Regions from separate parts of the Mus musculus genome. Here all the other regions are linked to region 4. Evidence: chromatin contacts called from public Hi-C, HiChIP or PLAC-seq and promoter capture Hi-C data. All regions are on one chromosome and are shown on one strand. The core of a region is the stretch at or near the end of the contact, and the rest is flanking DNA. Distances in the headings are between cores, read along the strand shown. Region 1 overlaps Clasp1 (CLIP associating protein 1). Region 2 overlaps Clasp1 (CLIP associating protein 1). Region 3 has its middle 9.5 kb from the start of Gm28867. Region 4 overlaps Clasp1 (CLIP associating protein 1).

Region 1 (3,426 bases), core at 800-3,299, 79 kb before region 4:
GGGAACTGAACTCAGGTGCTCTGCAGAGCAGCCTGAACTCTTACCCAGTGACACATTCATTGTTGCAGCCCCTGGGATGTCTTTGATATAATGGTCTTTGACACAGAGTTTTCAGATTTCTAACTTGTTTGTGTTATTTTATTTTATTTTTGTTAATTACTGTCATGTTTAAGAGTTTACTACCAAATTCAGGATTATGGAGACCTACCGATCTGAGATATATATATATATATATATATATATATATTTTTTTTTTTTTTTTTTTTTTGGTTTTTCGAGACAGGGTTTCTTTCTTTTTTGTTTGTTTGTTTGTTTTATTTATTATTTGTTTCATTTTTGTTTTCTGAGGCAGGGTTTCTCTGTGTAGCCTTGGCTGTCCTGGAACTCACTCTGTAGACCAGGCTGGCCTCCAACTCAGAAATCCGCCTGCCTCTGCCTCCCGAGTGCTGGGATCAAAGGCGTGCGCCACCACACCCGGCTTCTTCTTAGATTTAAAATTTTCAGATTTCGTTCTTCCCTCCCTCCCCTAAGCCTGAGCTCATCTGCTCAGCATCTTGACGAGTTTTGAGTTGCTTTTTGTACAGTGTGATGTAGCAGATCCATGATGATGATTCTACATGCGGGGAGCCAGTCACCCCAGCAACATTTGCAGAGCACTAACTGGCTTAAACTTTAACGTTCCTGTGTGTGCTCTCTCTCAGTAACTTTTATATTTTGCTTTGGACTTTTATTTCATTGCCTCTTGTTTGTTTGTTTGTTTGTTTGTTTTATTTATTATTTGTTTCATTTTTGTTTTCTGAGGTAGGGTTTTTCTGTGTAGCCCTGGCTGTCCTGGAACTAGCTCTGTAGTCCAGACTGGCCTCAAACTCAGAGCTCTGCCTGCCTCTGCCTCCCAAGTGCTGGGATTAAAGGCGTGCACCACCACAGCTCTTCAAGATTTTTAACTGTTCCTGTTAAGTCATATTTTGAAATGTTGGAATCAATGATAGGTTTTAGGAATTTGTGAAATGACCTACTATTTGGTTAAACATGTTAGATAGTATACTAGGAAATACGTTTTATTCCTGACTGCAAAACTGATGTAAGGTTTGGCTGGGGAGTACTTTCCTTGTTGCTTAGACAAAGTCAAGCAACCAAGGGAGGAAGTGTGTATCTCAACAGTCCGCTAGGGAGGGAAAGGCATGGCCGCCAGAGCAGGAGGCAGGTGCTCATGGGGTGCAGCCTACTGTTAGTAAGTAGATAAAAGCCCCTGCCTACCTTGTTTTTCATCTCCCACTTTTTAATTAGAATTTTTATTGCATTTTTAGTTATTTTACTTTGTGGGGGTGGGGTGGGGTCAAAGCTAGCAACACTCAAGTCACAGCACACTTGTAGAGGTCAGAGGACAACTTTCAGGAGTCAGAGCTCTCCTTCCACCATGTGGGGTCCTAGGAATGGAACTCAGGTTGTCATGCTTGGTGGCAGGCACTTTTACTCCCAGAGGCATCTCTTTTCCCTTTCTATCCAGCTCATGGAACGGTGCTGACCACATTCAGGGTCAAGACCTTCCCGTACCAGTTAACCAAAGATAGACCGTTCCCCATAGATGTGCCCTGAGATTTATTTCCTATCGGATTCTAGGACCTATGAAACTGACTATAAATATTAATGATCACAGGGTGATATATGGTAGATATGGTGTTATATGTCTCTAGTCTTACACTCAGGAAGCAGAAGCAGAGGAGTTTGAGTTCAAGGTCAGTCTGGGCTACATGGTGAGACTCTGTCAAAAATTAGGGGGTGATTCTGTATTTGATTTTTCACTTTTTTTTCCTACCCTAACCAGTTTCATTTTAAATAAATACTGAGTTTCAAATTTATTTTCCTTTTTTGCAATGAAGTCTGTGTTTTTCTACCAAAATGGAGTAAACAGCATGAGCAAAGTGTTTTGTCTGGACATTCCAAAGCTGAGCTAGGGAAGGCGTGTCTGCTTTCTCTCTCTCCCGGTCGGGGCCTGTGATCCTGTTTCCCTTACTGTGCTCTTTAGTGCTCACGAGTGTCTAGTGTTACTCGTCCTGGTGACAATCTTCCCTCGGGAGCCCTTTTCGAAACCCACATTCCAGATGTGGTGAAGGAGGCCGAGCTCTGCAGTGTGACCTTGATGTTTTGTTTCCCAGGATGTTTCACTCCAGGTCAGGATTTCTTAGCATCTGAGTAGGGAAACACCTGTGTCATCTTTGGTGCTGTTTGTGTGCCTTTGAGCCTTTTTACCAGTGGACTCAAAGACAGATCATTTCTCTTTCTTTCTTTCTTTTTTTCAAGACAGGGTTTCTCTGTGTAGCCCTGGCTGTCCTGGAACTCACTCTGTAGACCAGGCTTCTCGAACTCAGAAATCCGCCTGTCTCGGCCTCCCAAGTGCTGGGATCAAAGGTGTGCGCCACGACTCCCGGCTTCTCCTTCATTTCCTAGTTCTAAGCAGCAGATCAGAGAGCAGAACAAACACAGCTTTTGAGGGACAGTCAACAAAGTGATTGACCATCTGCTTAAACTCTGGACTGGGGACTTTGTCTGTAAAGTACTGTGTACTCCAGTACTTTCTGTGTACTCCAGAATTCTCTCTGTCTCTCACACACACAAGTGTGAAAAGCTAGGTGTGGTGGCCCAAGTTTGTAATTCCAGTGTTGGGGAAGTGGACAAGTGGATTCCCAGAGCCTCCTAGCCAGCCAGTCTAGCCAATAAGAGATCTTACCTCAAAAATAGATAGATGATAAGCAGACAGACAGATAGATGGATGATAGACAAAGAGACAGACAGACAGACAGACAGATGAATAGGACTGGTGAGAAAGTTCCGTGGGTGAAGGTGCTTGCCACAATTCTGATTACTTCAGTGTAGTCCTTGGGTTTGGAGAAGAGAAACGATCTCCTGAAAGTTGTCCTTTTATCTCTGATCTCCAGAGGCCCTTTATGGCATGCACACACACAATAAAGGGTATGCCCAAGATTGGCCCTGGCCTCCACACCATGTTTATATGTGCACATGCACGTGTAACTCCCCACTCCCATGAGTTTAAACTCCTCTAGTGGGAATGCTGCAGAGAGAGTAGCAGGGGCTTTCTGTTTTCTTTTCCACCTGTGTCTTCTTAGGGAGAGGTTGGGCTGCCTTTATCTGAATTGAATCTGTAGCTCTCTAGCTATATCTTCATGTACCTCTTGCTCATCCAGGAAGTAGTGGGAGTTTATTGTTATTGTTTGTTTTCTATTAATCTATTACACCTCAGGCATGAATTTCCATTCGAGGAGAGCAGCCCTCTAAGGAAAGACGTGCTTCTCAGTGTGCCCCGTCTTAGTGGTGGAGGTGCTCTGTGTGTTGCTTGGCTGATGAGTGTGCTCAGCACATGGCTCTCGACCTAGACCCTCGTTTCTAAAGTAAACACAGTGGAAAAAG
Region 2 (3,545 bases), core at 496-2,995, 120 kb after region 4:
CACTGACGTGAGCCAGGTGGGAGGAGGACAGGACAGCCTTCAAGTCTGTAGTGTGTGAGTTCATTACAGCAAAGATCACTGTATGGTTCCTAGCAAGGAGCACTAAGAACTGCTGGAAATATCAGGGTAGACAGCCAGGACAGCAAGGTGAACAGGAGAGAGAAAACTGGCTGAGAGCCGGTGCAACAGGGAGTGGGATGGGCGGGTATAGAAGGTACCCAGGCTGAAGCCCACTGCAGGGGAATGCAGGGGCTCACCAAGTCAGGGAGCCAGTGCAGTTGCCATCCTAGTGGGCCAAGCCCAGTGTCCTTCCTGTGGATGGTACTACCGCTCCCGCTGCTGCTGTTGAAGGGCAGAATAAGTCTGTACTGGTAAGCTGACCCCTGAGAGCCATGCCACCTGCCCCTTAGCTGACTCCTGGCCTTAAGCAGCTCTGGAAGGCAGCTGCTTTGGATGGCAGAGCTTTACCTTGGAGGCAGGAGATAGATTTGCACAGTGCTCACAGGCTATGCTGGACATGTCTCTGAGGCTTCCTGATGTCTAGGGGTGTTACAGGTGTCCTTCCCTGTGGTATCCATATTGGTGAGGTGAGGTGGCTATGTCCCCTTTACCTTCTCCTGTTGAAGAAAGTATGCTAACTTAAAATAGAAGAAAAGTTATTACATTTATTTACTTACTTTGTGTATGACACACAACACAATAAAGTAAATGTAATTTAACTGCATTTCATTGACTAGATCTAAGAGGCCATTTAAATTCAACTTTAAAAAAAAAACCTCTATATAAATTATTGTAAAAATGACTTGTATCCCTGGGGTGCTGCCTGCTTTCAGTCTGTTGTGTGTGTGCGTTCTGTGGCTAGGCCAGCATCAGCATTGGACTGGAAAGCACTGTGATTTTTTTTTTAGAGATGGACAGTGGACTTAGGAATGCGAGATTACTCCATAGCTCAGCCCCTCTATAGGGTTGGGCCTATATCTGCCACTCCCCACCCCACCACCCTCCTAGAGCCCCTCCCACTCCTCACCATTTGCCCCTGCCATCCCCAATCTACCCAATGAGTAGGTCAGTCTCTTGTGTGGGTGGGGGGTGGGGTGGGGGGTGGCATGCATGCGGCAGTGACTCCACAGAGCTCGGAGGACCATGTAGGAAACAGTTCTCTCTCCCAAGTGGATACCAGGGAGTAAGCACGGGCCCTCAAGCTTGACAGTAAGCCCACTCACTGGTCAGGAGTGCACAGCTCTTGTGCTTCCCTTCTGAGGAGTTTTGAAGCCCCTCTCTGTAGGTGGGCTTTTTTTTTTTCAGAGAAAAATGCTTATCAGGTTCAGATGAGTGATAAGATTTTATAAACCAAAACAACTCTCCATCCAGTTCTTCTTATAATTTTCCTGATGGGAACAACAACCACAGACATGAGAAGAGTTTACCTCAGCATCTGCTGACTGAGGGAACAGAACCAGGCCAGAGCAGCCTCGGGAGCCAGAGCTTTCCTAGTCTCTCCCATTTCTACTCTAAGTCCTAGCTCCTGGCTGTGCTGTTTTGGGACATTACTCTTCCATTATAGTTTGTTGTTGCTGATTATTATTATAGACAAGGTTTCTCTGTGTACCCTTGCTGACCTGGAATTCCCTGTTGTAGAGCAGGCTAGCCTGAAACTCAGAAAAATTTGCCTGCCTCTGCCTCTAGGAGTGCTGGGATTAAAGACATATGTGACCACACCCAGCTCCCTTGTTATTCTACTGGACACCAAGACTCCTTGTCTTCTGTATTTGTTGACACCTTTCTGGCAAGTTCCAGAAGGTGGCATCAGCATGTCTTTAGCTTCCAAATAATCCAGGAGCTAAGCTTCAGGTGCCTGGGAGGTGCTCTTGGGTTCTAGCCATCATTGTTTTTGGATGCCTGCAGTTTGTTCTTTCTTTCTTTTTTCTTTTTTTTTTTTTTTTTTTTGTAATGTATCCAGTTCTGCTGCATCTGAGACAGAGCCAAATCAAACTTGGTGTACTCCAAACACGCAGTCCAAATGTCAAGAACTCCTATGCCCTAAAATTAAGAAACCTAATCTTTATGCAAACACTCATCAGTATTTTGAGTCATGATCACATTTCCTTAAGAAGCTGGGTGTGCAGGAGGATCAAGAGATCAAGACCAGCGTGGGCCACAGAGCTTGCTCCTCATTGCACAAACATCTGTGAAACAACTACATGTGTCAGTTACCTTTTTCTAGCTAAACACTTCCATCCTTAACAGTGAAAAGAAAGTTTCTGTGTTTCTAACCAGACAGAAGCCAAATCAGAATATAGATGGAGTCTGTCCACTGAGAAGTCAGCTGTAACCCTAATGGGGGGACTCTATATGTCTCCCCCACTTTTAAAACACCTACAGCACCAACAGCCTCTTTGTCTACTGAGAAACTACCTTCCTTTCCTTCTGCTGCCTGTGTTTGCTTTTGCTCTCTGTTTGCTTACATTATAACCTTGCTTCTTATGTTACAGAGAACACAGGGCAGAACCTAAAGTTTACCCTAATACAGGCAGCCTGCCAAAGCCAGGGTTTGGCATATGGAGGGAAGTCAGAACACTCCTTCTTTGCCAACCCAGTGTCTGTCCTGGCGAGCTTTCTGTCACCCTGGGGGAAAGAGAGGCCTTCAACTGCTCATCCTCGTGTGCAGTCCCTGGCAGTTGATGTCCAGTTTCCAGAAGCCCAGTGTACCCTGTTGTTGAAGTGCTTCGTGCCCACACCTTCTAAAATCCCTGGATGTCCCAAGATGCTGGAGCGAGATTCCCTTCAGCAGAGCTGAAAGGGTGTGCTCCCAGCATCTCACAGCACAGTTGAACCTGCTCAGGGGGACGGGAGCATGGGACGTCTTCTCACTGTGAGATGCCTGAGGATGTGGCTTCTCTTGAGGCTAACTGGCAGAGGCTGGGGCCTGACTCTGTCTTCAAGTCTGTTTGTTCTACTCTGCCCCTGGTGAGATCTTCAGTTCTAGTTGCCACACATCAGTGCACTTAGATCAGCCACATCTAAGTCTAAATCACTGTCTCTGGGCTGGTGATGTAACTGATGGCTGAGCGCTTCTTGGGCATGTATGAAGGCCCAGGTTCAGTCCTCCAAACCAGCACTACAGCAACAACAAAGACAACACCGTGGCTGCAGTCAGTCCCACATCGTTCCCTCCAGTGCTCCATGGCAGCTGGGCATGGTGCATTTTTGAAACACTGAACTAGTGTCTTCACAGCAGCCTTGCTGCTGGGCCAAGTTGAAAAGAAAGGCCAGTTTCCCACCACAGGCCTTGCTGTGTGCACATCTAGCCCAGCTCTCCCCAGCAAGCTCTTGCACTATAGCCTTAAAGCAACCCATGGGTAGAGAAGGAAACTGAGGGATGATGGGAACCCTCCCCCTTCCCCCTTTTCAGACAACTGGTTGCTAGGGAAATAACCTGAGACTAATCTTTTTCCAAAGAACTAATTTATTGTGCTTTGGTATATAGCCTAAGATGTATTTCCTTGTTATATAGTTCGTGTGTGTGTGTGTGTGTGTGTGTGTGT
Region 3 (3,792 bases), core at 698-3,197, 110 kb before region 4:
AAAGCAGTATGGTTAGGCAAGGCTTTTGTGAGCTGGGCAGAGACCTATAAGAAGGGACAGGGAAGGCCTTGGTACCAGTCAATAGAAGGGCATACCAAAGCAGATACATACAGTACCAGTCAGTTTTGAATTTTAGATGTATATTAACAATTGGCAGGATTAGCCAAGTGATATAGTGCAAGCATGAGGACTTTAATCTGTTCCTCAGAACCCATTCAAGATAACTCTAGAACCCTAGCATTCATATCTTCAAAAATAATGTGGATGGGACTGGCTGGATTACTCATAGGATAAAGGTCTTTGCTGCCAAGCCTGGAGCCTGAGGAACTGAATTCCATCAGATGTGTAAGGAAAGTGCCATCTCTCACAGGTTGTCCTCTGATCCCCACTTGCACATAAATACTCCTTAGTGTATGTCTCAAATATCACCTAAGATGCTGTGATGGCTATTCCTGGTTGTCAAGTTGACTACATCTGGAATGACTACAATCCAGAAAGGGAGGGCACACCTGTGATCCAGATCTTGAGGCTAGAAGACACAGGGTTTTGATTTGGATCTTGAGGAATAGTGGCCATGAAAAGGTTAGGTCCAGGCAAGGTAGTACATGGCTTTAATCCCAGGAGACAGAGGCAAGCAGATCTCTGACTTCAAGGCCAGCCTGGGACAGATTAAGTTCCAAGTCCAGGCATAGTAGTATGCATCTTTAATCTGGGCCATACCTTCTGCTGGAGCCCTACATAAGGATGATGAAAGAAGGAAGGTTCACTCTTCTTTGCCTGCTTGCACTTACTTGCCAGCACATCTGTTGGAACCTACCTCTTCAGGATTCTAGATTATACAGAATACCAGATGAAACACCTAGCCTCGTGGGACTGAGCAACTACTAGACTCTTGGACTTTCCATTCACAGCTACCCGTTATTGGGTTAGATAGATTGCAGACTGTAAGTCATTTCAATAAAGTGTTTAATATAGAGAGACATTCCATAAATTACGTTAATCTAGAGAACCCTGACTAATAGAGGTGCTTATGCTAAAAGTTCTCCAAAATTCAAATTTTATATTGAATATTTTCTTTTTTTAGGTTTTTAAATTATTTATTTATTTATTTATTGTATGAGTGCTCTGTCTGCATGTACAACTAGAGACCAGAAGAGGGCATGAGATCCCACCATGTGGTTGCTGGGAATTGAACTCAGGACCTCTGAAAGAGCAGGCAGTGCTCTTAACTGCTGAGTCATCTCTCCAGCCCACTATTGAATGAGAATATCTGACTCCTGTAATTTGAGAAGCATCAAACACAAATTTAAGGTAACTAATAAGGAAGCTGAATATGGTGGTCCCTGCCTGTGACTCCAGTACTTGGGATGACAAAGAAGGCAGGTCGCACAGGTTCTGAGTCTAGCTTGGGTTATACAGTGAGTTCTCTGAGATACTGTCTCAAAAATTAAACAACAAGAAGGGCTAGAGATGAACCTCAGTGCTCGCCTAGCATGCATGGAGTTCTGAGACCCATCCCTAACACTGTGAGAAAGTCCAGCTGCTGGGGTAGAGCTGGAATCCCAGCACTCAAGAGATAGAGGCAGGAGATCAAAAGCTCAACATCCTCCACTATATAGCAAGTTGAGGACAGCATGGGCTATGGACCCTGTCAGGGGCAGGAGGGAGGGAAGAGACAGACAGACAGACAGACAGACAGACGGAGAGAGACAGACAGACAGACAGAGACAGACAGACAGACAGACAGAGAGAGAGAGACATGGGAGTAGCTTTTGTTGTTTTATTATTTATTTACTTGAGAGTGTATCTCATATACCCCAGGCCTCCAGCTCACTAGCTAGCTGAGGCTGATCTTGACCTCCTGATTCTCCTGGGACTACCTCACTGTGCAGTGAACTGCAGGCGTAGGCTACAGCACTGACTTTAAGATGCATTCTTTCAGGAAATAATCCACATACAAAAGCCAACCCAAAACAACAACCACAAGCCTACACCCTCTGAGGTAATCATGACTAAACCTGACTTGCCCCTCCTCTTTTGCAAGCAGGCACCTCTGTGCTGCTTTCCCAGGACAGTCCCAACAGTGACAAATTGGGTGTCTTAAATCCACAGGCCCCTGTTCTCTCACAGTGCTAGATACAGGATGGAGATGAAGGTGTCACCAGGGCCCCACCCTCGCTGAAGATTTTAGGGCAAGAACTTCAGTGTTTCCTCCTGGCTTCTGTCAGCATAATGCCAGTCTGAGACTGGACTGCTGCATCATGTTGTCTGGGTCCAAATCAAACTATGTGAGTCATTGGATGACAGCATGCAGGAGTCCAGGATGACTTCAGTTCAACTGATACAAAGTCCCATTCCTAAATAAGGTCACATCCCCAGATCCTGGGCGTTAGGACTTTGATGTGTTTTTCTTGGGAACACAAATCTATCTGCCTGCCTCACTCAGTGCCAAACCATCTTTGTTTTGGGAACTTAATGATTTCTTTGTCTGGTGGGGGAAGGTTTGGGGAGGTGCTTCAGTGGGGGAAGGGCATGTGCTGTGCAAGCAGAAGGACCTAAGTTTGAATCCCCAGCACTCAAGTACCAGATGTGGCCATTCCAGCCTGTGACATCAGCATGGGGAGCAGGGGAGGTATATGGCTGGGGCTTGTTGGCCAGCTAGTATAGGCGGAAGAAAATGGAGCTCCATGTTTAGTGAGCAAGCCCTTTTCAAGAAATAAGTGGATTTAGGTGTGGTGGTACACACTGTTAATCTCTCCACTGGGGTGTTGGGATGGGGGCAAGGCAAGTGGATTTCTATAATTCAAGACAGGGGCTTGGTCTATGTAGAGAGCTCCAGGACAGCCACCAGGCTATGTAGTAAGACTGTCTCAAACCTCCTTGTGAAAAGAGAGAGAGAGAGAGAATATAAGTGGAAAATGATAGATGATACTTGATGTCCTATTCTTGCCTCCAAGTGTACACACACACACACACACACACACACTATAAAAAGTGTCCCCCCAGATAAAAACACAAGATACTTCCAGCACTTCAGAAATCTACATCATACCCCCTCCCAGTCATTACTGTAGTGTTTGAGAGTCCCCCACTGGCACCTTGACTTCTGTCATCAATTCTAATTCATGGGTTCCCATCTCCCAGCTACAGAAACTAGACAGAACTCACAGAGCAGCTACTAGCTGCTGTCCTCAAGACTGTGTGTGTCTTCTCACTGAGGAGATGCGGATCCAGATAGACATTGGAAGAAGAATGTGGGGCTCAGTCCAGGAGGCTTCAGGCCAACTTCTATGACTTCCCCTTGTCCTCACTCCAACTTTTCCAAGCGACAAAATATGATGCCATACACCAATACTTGCTAACTAGGACAACGTACCTGAACCTTATCCAGGACTTCTGTAGGCCTTGGCCATGCAGAAATTGTTGTTTTAAAAAACAAAAATCCCAGCTGTTTGATTTCACCAATGAAGACTCAGGAGCCAGAGGATGTGATGAAAGCCTGATACCTCAGAGGGGCAGAGAAAGCACCCAGCTGACCTTCCTACTCCACTGATGTCCCAGAAGGAAAAAGCTCTTTCTCCTCCACGTTGTCTTAATCACCATCTAACTCAATGTCCCTCCTTTCCATTTAGTTATGTTCACTCCCTGTCAGCTGGTCGCTTGCTCTGCCTTTTGACCTAGTTTGGCTTTATTTGGCTGTTAGGTTCAAAGTGAGTGTTAGAGCTGAGCCACACCACCAGCCAGTCCACAATCTTGAGGTTCACAATGTGGTCAAATATCCTACAATAAGAC
Region 4 (3,768 bases), core at 1,155-3,654:
TATAAGCCAGCCCCAATTCATTGTTGTCCTTTTTAAGAGTTGCCTAGGTCATGGTGTCTGCTCACAGCACTGGAAACCCAAACTAAGACAACTAGCAATTCTTTTGCACAGCCTGTCCACAGGAATGACACAGTAGCTATTTGTATTTCCAATTAGCTGCTTTATGTTTGCCCTCTACCTGGGATCTGCTGCCAGCTGTCATTGCAGTCACCGCACAGCCAGCGTTTGCCTTATCTCAAACAAGTGAGTCACTGTGCTGGAATCAGTAGCTTGTTGGGTGCTTGCTTCTGTGGGACTGTTATTGCGCAGTCTCCTCTCTGACAGCCCCTGATGTAAGGTGACCCTGGCTCATCACTCTAAACGTGTTTTCTACATGGTAGTGTCAGCTCTCTGGCAGTGGTAATGTGGCAGTCAGACTGGTGCTGGCATCACTAGACACATTGGTGCACCTAATACTCCAAGCAGTCTGCCACATTTAACTTTTAAAGCACATTTATTTGAATATATACCGGCCGTGGCATTCAGATAAGAGGTCAGATGGTAACTTTCTGGAGTCAGTTCTCCCTCCCACCATGTGAGTTCCAGGGCTTGATCTTAAGTTGTCAGTCTTGGCAGCAGGCGCCTTCACCCCCTGAACCGTCCCACTGATCCTTTTAACACCTACCTACCTACCTACCTACCTATCACTTTTCAAGACAGGGTTTCACTGTAGCCCTGCAGAATTTATTCTGCAGACCAGACTGTCCCCAAACTCACAGAGATCCACCTGCCTTTGCCACCCAAGTGCTTGGATCAAAGATGTGCACCACCACCGCCGAGGCCTTTGCTCATTTTTAAATTGTGCTATCTTAAGTCTTCATGACTGAACCATATGAATTATTTTTAGACTCATGGACAATAAGACTCCTAGCATATAAATAATTTGCAGGACACCCTCCCATTGTGCAGGTTGTCCTCTCTCCTTTATGTGTTAGTATATAAAATTTGTAATTTTTGATGACATTCATGTTTACTTTTGTTACTTGTGAACAATGACACTAGTTTCAGCCAGAAATTGAAGCGCTAGATTAGCACTAACTTGGATAAACTTGTTTTGTAAAGATTAACTGTTTAACTTCCGGACGATTTCATACATGTATCTGGTACATGTGATCATTCCCCATTACCTCTCTTACTTACCCTTCTCTGCTGGCCCTGTTGGCTCAGCTTCCTGTCCTGCCCCCCTACTCTCATGGCTTTTGTTCTTTGTTTTCTTAAGGTACAGGTACTGAAAATAATTTTCATAAGCACATTTTTATAGACCTACTAGTGTTAAGGGTAATAGCTTTAAGGAATAGATAAGGCTCGTCTTGGGTTATATGTCTTGACATACTTAAAATTATATTCATTCCTTTGTGAGTATAATACGATTGTGACTGAAATTAGCAATAAAGACATAGCCAAGTAGCCATGTAGAATGTGCTTTCTGTCTGAAGTGGGTGCTTCATCTCCACGCAATGCTTCCTTGTTGCTAAGCTACCCAAAGACTCAGTTTTGTCTGGCAAAAAAATATGAGCATTAAAAATATGTTGTTGTTGTATAGATGTATTTTTTTTCTTTTCCCCTTCCATATAATTAGCAAACCCCTTGAAACACAAATTACAGTGTTTCCTTCCATGGTTTTCAAAAAGCAAATTATTTTCTGTGTACTTTTTTTTTAAATCAAGCAGATGTGCTGTGCTTCCAGGCAAATTAGACTCTCAGAGTGAAAGAGCATTAATTAGGGACTAGTCAGTGTCCTTTATCCATAGCCATTAAACAGTCTTGAGTTGTGTTTGATTGACACGAGGCCCTGGACATAATTTGGTTAGAAAATTTATGTGTTGTTGTTTCCTAAGAAAAGCGAATATGTTAATGAGGAAATCTAGACTGCATCATATTGATTAAATCTTTGGAAATGCTATAGTCTGTAGCTAAAGGAAAGAACAGAATATTAGAGAGAAAGTCACACACTCAGTTAACTGATAATTATATAACTCTTATCATCTGTTACACACACGAATATACATCGCCTATCATTTTGCTGCAAAATACAGCCTTCCTTACATTTTTTACTGTTGAAAATAACTTGCAAAATGTTACCTAATTTAACTTCTTGGAAGTTAGAGCTCCCTGTAAGCCTGGAAACAAACCACCGATGAGCTCAATGAGCAAGTTAGGTAAGGTCTGGAATGTTGCCAGGCGCGGCCAGGACAAAGCATTCATTTAAAGGCGAGCCTTTATTAAGTGGCCAACCCTCCATTATCCACTCACACAGCTTTAAAGGCAGTGTTGCTGGATAAGTGGCTCAGGTGGATAATGGTCCCATTCTGTCCTTGCTTGTTTACTAGGCTGTGCATCTCACAGGCTTGGAGAGTTCAGAGTCTTAGGAAAGTGTTTCCAAACTCACAAATAGGCGGGCCTTGTGCTACCAGGCTGGCAAATGTGTTGAGCTGTGCTGAGAAGCCCTCTCCATATAGCCTAGAAAAGATTGCCTCTCTGCAGTGCAGTAGAGTAAGCAGCAGGGACTGCCGGCGTCATGTCCATGTGAGACTGAGGTTGCTTCTTGTTTGAAGGTGTATCGTAGTTAGGGAAAGGGAGTTTCTTAAGGGAACTGAGAAATTTGAACTGAGAATTTTGGTTTGCAAAATGAATAAGCTGTAAAGACTCTTATTATAATCTGTGAGTGAAGACAGACAGAGGCAGTCCCCTCCCTGGCCGTTGTGAAAAACTCAGGGCGAGAGTCTAGGCTCTTATTTTGGAATGAGGTGGCAGTTGTCACAGGGCTTCTCCTGCAGAAGGTGTGGGAGGAGAGTCTGCTGATGCCTAAGCTGCTGTGAGAAGGGCATTTTTATCTGGTGCCGGATCCCTGACAACATGACCACTGGCAAAGGTAAGCCCTGTGTTTTGGAAAGTGTAATTATTACTGATGTATTGGTACGTCACATAAACAGGACATTTTATAATCGTGTTGTTAGCTTACACCCATGGGTAGAAAGTAAAGAAATGGTTGCCGTGAATGTTATTTACAGGGAGGCAGGGGAGATGATAAGGCCTGCAGATGAGTAAAGTTGATGACCTTAAAAGACAAGGAGGAAGGACACACAGAAGCAGAGGTGACCAGAAGTCAGTCCTCAGTGGGTCTTTTGTGTACTTTTAGCTTTTCTGTGCTCCTTTATGTTCTGGGGATAAATCTGTTTTTCTTATCTAAAGCATTTGTTGATGTGCTTAAGCTGTCTTCAGAAAGGCTGGGAATGTCTGCGTTTCTCCAGCTGCTGCTAGAAGGAAACCACAGTAGCAGTATGCTGTCACTGCCTTCCAGTCCCTGTGTGGGAAGGGGGATTCTGTAAAGTGACGAAAGCTGAGGAGTGAGGCCACCCGGCACTTGCTCGCACACTGTCCTGCTGCCTGGCCTCGCTTCCCCTGGAGGATTTGCCCAGGCTTAGGGAGTGCTGAGAGGATGGGGAGGCTCCACAGAGATTAGGTCTGTGTTGACCACTGAGTGTGGCTGATGGAGCAACCTGTTGACTGGCCTGCTGTCCTAGGGGGTCACGATCCCAGCAGACCTAATCTGTTGTCTCTGAAGGACATTTCCAGACAGACCCTTCAGCTGAAGCAGAAATGACTCAAAGTGCAACTGCTCACAGCGACCTGTGTTCATTTCTCTTCCACTCTGGGGAACTGGGCTCCTCTCAAGTACTTTGGCACTGTGCTAATATTGTAAGGATCCTAAAGGGCATGTATGTCTAT

The links. Promoter capture Hi-C pulls out the DNA fragments that hold promoters and counts their contacts. Hi-C and Micro-C count contacts between places; a contact is called where the count stands out from the background. HiChIP or PLAC-seq counts read pairs in DNA pulled down with a chosen protein or histone mark.
Region 1: an H3K27ac HiChIP or PLAC-seq map of embryonic stem cells shows a contact between it and region 4, with 6 read pairs. The contact joins two enhancer-like sites. A contact is called at or near these places in 4 of 39 promoter capture datasets (the 3T3-L1 cell line, epiblast stem cells and hippocampal neurons), 4 of 484 Hi-C or Micro-C datasets (the AtT-20 cell line, embryonic fibroblasts, granulosa cells and 1 more), 8 of 115 datasets of contacts at active chromatin or transcription factors (bone marrow-derived macrophages, double positive thymocytes, embryonic basal ganglia and 4 more) and 4 of 9 other capture datasets (adipose tissue, embryonic stem cells, liver and 1 more).
Region 2: a promoter capture Hi-C map of embryonic stem cells shows a contact between it and region 4, with 2.5 times the contacts expected there. The contact joins two enhancer-like sites. A contact is called at or near these places in 6 of 39 promoter capture datasets (the HPC-7 cell line, cranial neural crest, embryonic stem cells and 3 more), 1 of 484 Hi-C or Micro-C datasets (nephron progenitors) and 2 of 9 other capture datasets (adipose tissue and pancreatic islet).
Region 3: a contact with region 4 is called in a Hi-C map of embryonic stem cells, with 3 times the contacts expected there. The contact joins two enhancer-like sites. A contact is called at or near these places in 6 of 15 datasets of contacts at CTCF or cohesin (the G1E-ER4 cell line, the NIH/3T3 cell line, embryonic stem cells and 2 more), 57 of 484 Hi-C or Micro-C datasets (the AML12 cell line, B cells, the C10 cell line and 36 more), 10 of 115 datasets of contacts at active chromatin or transcription factors (the HPC-7 cell line, the NIH/3T3 cell line, embryonic stem cells and 4 more) and 4 of 9 other capture datasets (adipose tissue, embryonic stem cells, liver and 1 more).

The regions. Positions count from the first base shown.
Region 1 is chr1:118,400,697-118,404,122 of GRCm38.p6, forward strand. All of the region lies in intron 1 of Clasp1 (CLIP associating protein 1), which reads left to right. Among named protein-coding and RNA genes, the nearest start is that of Clasp1, 13 kb to the left of the region's middle. Within about 2 kb of position 2,050, at least 28 of the 459 cell types and tissues checked have an H3K27ac peak or open chromatin away from gene starts, as enhancers often do. A contact at or near this core is called in embryonic stem cells, where this site is marked.
Region 2 is chr1:118,595,971-118,599,515 of GRCm38.p6, forward strand. The region is part of intron 40 of Clasp1 (CLIP associating protein 1); the gene reads left to right. Among named protein-coding and RNA genes, the nearest start is that of Tfcp2l1, 30 kb to the right of the region's middle. Within about 2 kb of position 1,746, at least 18 of the 459 cell types and tissues checked have an H3K27ac peak or open chromatin away from gene starts, as enhancers often do. A contact at or near this core is called in embryonic stem cells, where this site is marked.
Region 3 is chr1:118,366,969-118,370,760 of GRCm38.p6, forward strand. No RefSeq gene overlaps it. Among named protein-coding and RNA genes, the nearest start is that of Gm28867, 9.5 kb to the left of the region's middle. Within about 2 kb of position 1,948, at least 79 of the 459 cell types and tissues checked have an H3K27ac peak or open chromatin away from gene starts, as enhancers often do. A contact at or near this core is called in embryonic stem cells, where this site is marked.
Region 4 is chr1:118,479,182-118,482,949 of GRCm38.p6, forward strand. The region is part of intron 8 of Clasp1 (CLIP associating protein 1); the gene reads left to right. Among named protein-coding and RNA genes, the nearest start is that of 2900060B14Rik, 22 kb to the left of the region's middle. Within about 2 kb of position 2,405, at least 91 of the 459 cell types and tissues checked have an H3K27ac peak or open chromatin away from gene starts, as enhancers often do. A contact at or near this core is called in embryonic stem cells, where this site is marked.